Regions from separate parts of the Mus musculus genome. Here region 2 is linked to region 1. Evidence: chromatin contacts called from public HiChIP or PLAC-seq data. All regions are on one chromosome and are shown on one strand. Each heading gives the region's core, a stretch centred on a gene start, on an enhancer-like site or on the middle of the called end of the contact. The rest is flanking DNA. Distances are from core to core; before and after follow the strand shown.

Region 1 (4,463 bases), core at 640-3,139:
TACTCTCAAGAGAACCTTAAGTTCGGGCCTGCTACCCATCCCTCATAGGAGAAGGGAAGGTCCTTTGTCCCTCACCTGAGTCACATCAGTGTCTACAGTAAGTACACACTGCTCCCGTCTGTGGCTTTTAAGCATTGCTGGGGCTGGGCATGGTGGTAGATGCCTATAGTCCTAGGACTCAGGAGTCACATGTGGGTGGGTTTCTGTGATCCTGTTCCTCATAGTGGTTCCAGGACAGCCAGCGAGAAAGAAAAAGACCCTGCCTTAAAAACAAAAACAAAACAAACAAACAAACAAACTTGTGGATTTGGAGGCACATATAAAGACCTTGCCTCCAAAAACCTGTGGGTTTGGGGGCTAGAGAGATGGCTCAGCAGTTAAGACCCACTAGCTGTGCTTCCAGAGAAATTTCGTTCGATTCCCAGCATCCACACTGTATCTCACAATCATCTGTAACTCTAGTCCCAAGGGATCTGATGTCCTTTTCTAACACACACACATTACACAACATGTTTATAGTTTAATAAGAATCACGGGTCCTCTGCATAGCTGTGCATGTGGAAGCAGGACAATGGAAAAGGGGAGGAGCCTGCAGCCCAGGCACACCCGGCCTCTGCCACCTCAAGCTGTGGGCCCTGCATTATCTGGTCCAGGAGAGCTCCAGGAAAGCCACATATGCCACGGCTTCTAACACAGCTGGTTGTTGCCACAGACAGAACCTTCCAGAATCAGGAGGGAAAGTCCCCTTATCCTAGACAGTCAGGCAGAAAGGCTGGGACATTTCTAGCAGGTTTTCCTACTGCCATGTTAGCAAGTTTGCTTCAGACTCCAAAACTGAAATTAGGAACCTGAAATTTTAAAACCCACCAAGCACGGTAGATCCATGAATGTGTCTGCAGTCTGGGGCATGCAAATCATCTATGCGCACCCACCCACATGGTGTCCAGAGGGACATGTAAATGTGGCTGGCAAGTTTATAGTCTCTTTAAAAATACTAGTGTCTGCCAAGTACGGTGGCACATGCCTTTAATCCCAGCACTTGGGGGGCAGAGCCAGGATGATCTCAGGGTTTGAGGCCGGCCTGGTCTACAGAGTGAGTTCCAAAACAGCCAGGGCTACACAGAGAAACCATGTCTTGAAAACAAAAAAAAAAAAAAATGTTAAATTGGTTTTGCCTCTTCTTTTTAATTTTTTTATTAAAAAAAATTAAGTGTGTCTGTAGGTAGGTATGTGTACAGGTGCCTGTAGTGTCAGGGCAACCTGTGTGAAATTGTGTCACTGTCCTTCCTCACCTACCTAAGGCATTCTTTGATTGGCTTTAATAAAAAAATCTGATAGCCAATTAGCTGGGCAGGAAGTGGCAGATTATACTTCCTAGGCGGCAGAAGGAACCCTGGGAAGAAGGAGAAAGTCTTTCACCAGGAGACATGAGAGGAGAGAGAGTTGATCACAGGTCTAAAAGATCTAGCCAGCCACAGAGCCGGATGGGGCTAGGTGTTTGTGTTAACTTAGATAAACTAGTTGAGAGCCTGCCCAGCTAATGCCTAAGGCTTTCAAATATTAAAAGGTCTCTGTGTGGTTATTTGGGGAAAAGTTGGTTAAGGAATAATTGCTGTTGTATTAATTGCCAGCATTAATTAGTATATACAGAACATAATAATCTTTTCATCTACAATTGGTACCCAATGTGAGACAACTGGAACCCAAGCTTACAGCCTGAAAAGGTGCAGGGGAAAAGGTTGGGATGGGGGCCAGGGTAGCCAGACAAGAGGCCTGGTCTATTTAAAAAAGAATGAAAGCAGACCAAAGTCTGAGAGCACAACAGCTGCCACTTCTCCCAAGCACACCAGAGCACCTAGGCCTGAAGCTGCGGCCTGAAGTGCGCAGACGCAGTCGCAGACGCAGAAGCATGGTAAGCAGAAGCTGGAAAGGCCTGGCCAGCACCAGCAGAAGGCTGAACTGAACCATGGGGGCAAGGCTCGCCATCACAGACACGTGCTGGCTTCAGGTGCCTGCAAACACACAAGTCCAGAAGGAACATCTTCCCGGAGCTACAACAAGGATCCAGGCAGGGCTGGAGAGATGGCTCAGGGGTTAAGAGCACTGACTGCTCTTCCAGAAATCCAATTCCCAGCACCCACATGGTGGCTCACAACCATCTGTAATGGGATCTGACGCCCTCTTCTGGTGTGTCTGAAGACAGCTACAGTGTGCTCACATACATTAAATAAATAAATAAATCTTTAAAAAAAAAAAAAAGGATCCAGGCATCTGACCTGATAAGGCATTAAGTTTACAACTGGTAAATTGAAGTCTTAAGAAGAGATGCAGAAATTAAAGGGAAAAATATTTTCCATGTTAAAAGAACATGCAACAGCACAGCAGAAGTCGCTTGGGTCTTGTATATTTCTGCTTTAGCTGTTATTCATTATAGAACTAGTTATAACATGTTCATGGATGCCGGGCGATGGTGCTTGGGAGGCAGAGGCAGAGGCAGGCGGATTTCTGAGTTCGAGGCCAGCCTGGTCTACAAAGTGAGTTTTAGGACAGCCAGGGCTACACAGAGAAACCCTGTCTCAAAAAAACAAAAAACAAAAAACAAAAAAAAAAACAAAAAACAAAAAAAACCATGTTCACAGATGATTACTGTTTTCTGTGCCCTCTCTAAGCAGACCTAGGTAAGGAGGGGTCTGAGTGATGGAATGTGAAATTCCAGCAGTAAAAATAGAGAAAGAGAAAGGCTCTTCCTGAAAGAAGAAAGGAAACTGACGGCAGCTGTAACTCAGAGCGCTCTGGCTGTGAGACGTCAGCTCTTATTGCTAAGGGTCAGCCAGCGCTGGGCAGCACCACCTGACTATGCACAGGGTTCACTGCTACAGCAGGACACAACACACTGGCCCAAAAGTGTACAACTGTCTTGTTTCTTTGCTTGATGCTTGCTCGAATGTTTCGTTTTTACCCAATAACAGAAAATACAAAGGGTATTTTTATTGTTTGGCATTACTCAAAAATAGGAAAATTTTAAAGATCTTATGTAAATTCAGAATGTCTCTACAGTTCAAATGTGTTGTTTTCTAAAAAGTTAAGGATGATTTGGAATTGAGGTGAAATGTTTGACCAGGGCAGTGGTGGCAGAGACAGGCAGATCTCTGTAATTCTAGACCAGCATGTGAAGTCAGGGCAGACCCCCTGCTGATCATAAGATACTCACTTGTAAACATCCAAGATGACACTTTTTTTTCCTTGAAGGTACTATTTTTGCTTAGTAATAAATAATACCTTAATGAGATAAAATATAAATATACAACCAATCTTAAATTTATATAAAGAGAAAGGGGAATATAGGTGCATTTATCCACATAATTATAACTTCACTGTGGGGTCTGGAAGAGGCACTGAAGCCCTTGGGCTAGAGTTAGAGGCAGCCAAAAACTGCCTGCCATGGATGCAGAGACCCAAACGAGAGCCGTCTCTCCAGCCCCTTTATATTTTTATATATATATTGTTGGCAGGCATCACTTGCATGCATGGTGCCCACAAAGGCCGGAAGAGGGTGTTAGAGCCTCTTGGTTGGAGCTGCAGATGGTCATGAGCTGCCATGTGGGTTCTGGGAACTGAACCCAGGTCTACTAGAAGAGTACGCAGTACTCTTAATACTGGGACCTCTTTCTGGCCCTGCTTTTTGACTTTGAGACAGGGTCTCTCTCAGTTGCCCAGGCAGGCCTTAAGCTTGAGATCTTCCTGCCTATGTGTCTTTTTTTTTTTTTTAAGATTTATTTATTTATTTATTATATGTAAGTACACTGTAGCTGTCTTCAGATACTCCAGAAGAGGGAGTCAGATCTCGTTACAGATGGTTGTGAGATGGTTGTGAGCCACCATGTGGTTGCTGGGATTTGAACTTCAGACCTTCAGAAGAGCAATCGGGTGCTCTTACCCACTGAGCCATCTCACCAGCCCGCCTGTGTGTCTTTATGTGGAATTTTTTTTGTTTTGTTTTGAGACAGGATATCACTATGTATCCCTAGCTGCCTTAGAACTTGTTATATAGACCAGGCTGGCTTTGAACTCACAGAGATCCACCTGTCTGTGCCTCCTGAATGTTGGGATTGTAGGTGTGCACACCACCACAGCTCGCTATTAAGTGGAAACTTGAAGTAGGGGCACAAGAACCAGAGTCCTGGCCTATTTGTAACAGTTGCCTGTCTCATTCTATTCCTGGAACAGTGCCTGTGGCTGTGACAGCAGGCGTCTTGCGCTTCCCTGCAAACTGGGTCAATATATTGTGTGGTTTGCTGTGTTGCTCGCCCATGGAGTGAGGCTGACAGGCAATCCAGGCTGGCTATAGCTGCACAGTACATTACAGTGAGACCTGAAGAGAACACCACTGGAGATGTGTGACGTCTCTCTTCTAAATGCTACAAAATGATTCAAAAACCATCTCTGACTTCACCTCTCATTCT
Region 2 (4,463 bases), core at 648-3,147, 40 kb after region 1:
CTCGATGCGGACGAAGCCGTCCCCATCTCTGTCCAGGGCGTCAAATACCGCCCTGAGGCGTGCACCCTCCTCCTGAGCTGTCCCGGGCTCGCTGGGCAGCGACAACGCTGGTCCTGGGTCCGAGGGTGGCCCGGGACATGCCTGCAGCAGCTCGCCGTCGGCGAGCAAGGGCTCAAGGGGTAGGCCCCGCGTAGGGCAGCAGTCTTCCAGCTCCTCAGGCCAACTGCTCCGGACTTTGGGCTTCTCTGGCTCTTTAAATTGAAGACACGAAACTATGGGTTCCTCTCGATCCTCGGGCCAGAAGCAGGGTGCATCGGGCTCTTCCTGCCAGCACCGCTTTGTGTTCTGCTCCTCCGGCCAGAGGCACAGCACCTGGGGCTCCTCTGACCAACATCGTGATGGATCGGGCTCGTCTGGTTCATTGGCCCAGAAACACGGTGGGTTGAGAGCATCCGGCTCCTCGGATTCCTCGGGCCAACAACAGTGAAGTGCATCGGCCTCCTCTGGTTCCTTGACCAAGAGGCACGGTGCATCGGGTACCCCCTGCCACAGGTGAGAGACATCAGGCTCCTCTGGCTCCTTGGCCGAGAGGCACCCTGTGTCCGCCTCCTGAGGACAGCTGTGAGAGGCATCAGGCTCTTCTAGCTCCTTGGCCAACAAACACGGTGCCTCTGACTCCTGGGGCCAGCAGTGAAGGGCGTCAGGCTCTTCCAGCTCCTCCGTCAAGAGGCACGGTGCGTCGGATTCCTCCCACTTTTTGGCCAAGAGACAGGGCACGTCGGGCTCCTGGGGCCAGCAGCGAGGGGCGTCGGGTTCCTCCAGCTCTTTGGCTAAGTGGCACGGTGCGTCTGGTTCCTCCAGCTCCTTAGCCAAGTGACAGGATTCGTCGGGCTCCTGGGGCCAGCAGCGAGGGGAGTCGAGGTCCTCCAGTTCCTTGGCCAAGTGGCACGGTGCGTCTGGCCCTTGAAGCCAGCAGCGAAGGGCATCAGGTTCCTCCACCTCCTTGAGCAAGTGACAGAATGCGTCTGGTTCCTGGGGCCAGCAGCGAGGGGCGTCGGGTTCCTCTAGCTCCTTGGCCAAGTGGCACGGCACGTCGGGCTCCTGGGGCCAGCACCGAGGGATGTTGGGTTCCTCTAGCTCTTTGGCCAAGTAGCACGGTGTGTCGGGCTCCTGGGGCAGGCAGCGAGGGGCGTCGGGTTCCTCCAACTCCTTGGCCAAGTGGCACGGTGTGTCTGGCTCCTGGGGCCAGCAGCGAGGGGAGTCGGATTCCTCCAGCTCCTCTGCCAAGTGACAGGATTCATCGGGCTCCTGGGACGAGCAGCGAGGGGCATTGGGCTCTTTGGCCCAGCGACTAGGAGCGTGAGGCTCCTCTACCTCCTCGGGCCAGCAGATTGGCGCGTTGGGTCCCTCTGGCCACCGTTGAAGCTGGGCGTGTTCCTCGGGCTCTTCTGACCAGCCGCGAGGAGCGTCGGGCCCCACCAGCCCCATGACCCCACGCTGGGGCCCAGACGCTGGCTGGTCGTGGTCTGACAGGGAGGTCGGCTGGCACAGCTCCATGATCCGGCGCCGGCTAAACTAGGGATGATACGAAAGGCGCGGAAGGCAGACAAAGGCGCTCAGGGCGCGGCGGCGGGCGCGGGCATCCCCGCGGCGACGCGGGCGGGCGCGCGCGGGGCGCCCGGACTGCTGAGGCTGGCGCTCGGGCCCTGCTCCGCCCTCGCCCATCTTCGCACCGCACCTTAGCGGCTCCCGGCCCCGCAGCGCGGCTGGCGCGGGCCCATGGCAGCGGCACAGTCCGGATGATGTAAGGACCCAGTGGCGGGGAGTGGACGGTGGGAGACAGGCACCGGCCGGGCAGCGGAGGATGAAGCCAGAGCGCCTGAGCTTAGGAACCCAGTGAGGGACGCCGGCGCCGGCGCCGGCCCGCCCTCCGTCGCGCGTGACGTCAGCACGCCGTGTAACCTGATCACGCCCCCATGGATTGCTATAAAGGTGAGTTCGAAGAGGGCACAGCTTAGGGGCGACGGTGCTCTGCCCAATTCGAGTTTTCCGTACGATTTGCGCGAGTGGGATGAGTGAAGTGTTCTGTCGCAGGAAGAGGCGCCCGAGAATAGGTTTTGGAAAACTATTGCTGAACGGGAACAAAACATTCGCATATCCCAAAAGAAGCCGCTAGTCCCTTCTGTGTGACTCCTTCACAAACTGGTGGTACAAACCAGAATATTAATTGGCAGCAAGTAGGAGCGAAGGAGCGCTCGAATTGCCCCACCAGGTAAGGAATTATCCAAAGTCTCTCACACAAGGACAGGATCTAAGGGGCTCACACATTCATCCACAGGAGCGCACAGTAAAATAAAGAGGCACAGATGTTGTTTTACTTTGATATGTTGTTTGGTATCTTTTTGAAACAGGAACTTGTGCAGCCCACGCTACCTTTAACTCCTAATCCTGCCGCCATGGATTGTAGACTGGCCCAAACAACCCTGCTCTGAACATGTTTTTAAATTACATAAACAGCGCTTATCTCTTTATTGCTAACTAATGCCGTTATCATCATCAAAGGGTCGTGCTCAGAGATGCGGAGCAGTTGACTAAGCCAGTTGGAAGCAATGAGGTGCATCTAGTCAAGAACTAAATTTAGCCATTTAGCCAGGGGAAACTATGAACCAATTGTACACTCGTGGGCACCATGGACAAGTATGGTTTCATAAGCAGTTTTGGCAAAAGCTGAAAACTGAACTCCGTTTCCAGGTGTACAGCCAGCTAATCTACTGAGTCATCCCCAAGCAAAACTCCCAGCATATTATAGGAGACTTCCAGCAGCTGGGAAAAAGGAAGGTGATGTGCTCCCTCCCTAAAATGTAGTCCTATTTTCCTGTAAGAACTGAATGCTTTTGTGAGGAATATATATATTGAAAGAATAAAGTCCCCTCTATCTAATGCAAGGACTGGAAATTCCCTTTGACTGACAAACATTCTCACATGCAGTTCCAGTGAGTGCCAACCTTTCTATTTAGTGTGTCATGGTAAGTATCCACCTGTCCTTTGGTGTTCTCAGTCAAGATCAGTTTTCTGAGGAGCCAGGTGTTCCTGTTGTGTGCCAAAACTAAGAAAAATATTTATGACTTCCAGCATTTGTGTGCCCAAATAGAACCAGTGTGTAGAGAATGCACACCTCCTGGCTCAGACCAAGCAATGGGGCTGCAGATGAAAGGTTATAAGGAGTCAGGCGATGGGCTGGTGAGATGGCTCAGCACTAGCTGCTCTTCCAAAGGTCCTGAGTTCAAATCCCAGCAATCATATGGTAGCTCACAACCACCCATAATGAGATCTGACTCACTCTGAAGACAGCTACAGTGTACTTATGTATAGTGATAAATTAAATCTTTGGGCCGGAGCCAGCAGGGACTGAGTGAGCAGAGTTGACCAGAGCAAGCAGGGTTGACCAGAGTGAGCAGAGGTCCTAAAAATTCAACCCCAACAACCACATGAAGGCTCACAACCATCTGTACAGCTACAGTGTATTCATATACATAAAATAAATAAATCTTTTTAAAAAAAACTTGAAAAAAAAAAAGAGCCAGTCGAGATGAGGAAGGTGGCTCAGTCAACAAAGTGACCGTCCTGAAATCATGAGGACCTGAGTTCAGATTCCGGCACCCATCTTAAAAGCTGAGAATGTACCTATAATCCCAGCACTAAGGAGGCAGATGCTCACCAGCCAACCCAACTGTCCCAATAAGAAGGAGGAGGAGGAGGGAGAGAGGGAAGAGGAGAAGGAAGAAGAAGAGGTGGAAGAAGAGGAGGCTGGAGAGATGACTCAGTAGTTAAAAGCCCTGTTTTCTTCCTGAGAACCCAGGTTCAGTTCCAAGCACCCACATAGAAGCTCACAACCATGTGTAACCCCAAGTGCTACTCAGATACCAGGTACGGACGTGGTACACAGATATACATGGAGCCAAACATACACATAGATTATTTTTAGCCAGGCGTGGTGGCACATGCCTTTAATCCCAGCACTTGGGAGGCAGAGGCAGGTGGATTTCTGAGTTTGAGGCCAGCCTGGTCTACAAAGTGAGTTCCAGGACAGCCAGGGCTAAACAGAGAAACCCTGTCTCGAAAAACCAAAAAAAAAAAAAAAAAAAATTTAATGTTTAAAATTAAACAAAAAAAAAATTAAGCTAGGAGCAGGGGCTCAGTAGTTAAGAGCAGCTGCACTGCAAGCATAAGAACCAAGTTCAAATCTTGCACCCTCCTGTAACTCCAGCTCTCAAAGGTGTAGAGACAAGACAGCCACTGGGGTGAGACGCCTGTCAGCCACAAGCATAAGGACCAAGTTCAAATCCTGTGCCCTCCTGTAACTCTGACTGCTTGCTCTTCCAGAGGTCCTGAGTTCAATTCTCAGCAACCACATGGTGGCCCACAACCATCTGTAATGAGATTTGATGCCCTCTTCTAGTGTG

What was found. HiChIP or PLAC-seq counts read pairs in DNA pulled down with a chosen protein or histone mark.
Region 2: a contact with region 1 is called in an H3K4me3 HiChIP or PLAC-seq map of embryonic stem cells, with 31 read pairs. The contact joins the promoter of Rab11fip3 here to the enhancer-like site in region 1. A contact is called at or near these places in 5 of 39 promoter capture datasets (the 3T3-L1 cell line, 3T3-L1-derived adipocytes, liver and 2 more), 3 of 15 datasets of contacts at CTCF or cohesin (CD8 T cells, the NIH/3T3 cell line and hippocampal excitatory neurons), 14 of 484 Hi-C or Micro-C datasets (the HPC-7 cell line, MC3T3-E1-derived osteoblasts, bone marrow-derived macrophages and 10 more), 14 of 115 datasets of contacts at active chromatin or transcription factors (the HPC-7 cell line, the SCID.adh cell line, cardiomyocytes and 8 more) and 4 of 9 other capture datasets (adipose tissue, embryonic stem cells, liver and 1 more).

What each region holds. Positions count from the first base shown.
Region 1 is chr17:26,027,517-26,031,979 of GRCm38.p6, forward strand. The region is part of intron 2 of Rab11fip3 (RAB11 family interacting protein 3 (class II)); the gene reads right to left. Among named protein-coding and RNA genes, the nearest start is that of Rab11fip3, 40 kb to the right of the region's middle. Within about 2 kb of position 1,890, at least 12 of the 459 cell types and tissues checked have an H3K27ac peak or open chromatin away from gene starts, as enhancers often do. A contact at or near this core is called in embryonic stem cells, where this site is marked.
Region 2 is chr17:26,067,621-26,072,083 of GRCm38.p6, forward strand. Rab11fip3 (RAB11 family interacting protein 3 (class II)) reads right to left here and starts at 1,898. Exons shown (of 14, transcript NM_001162868.2): 1 at 1-1,898. The coding sequence starts at 1,557.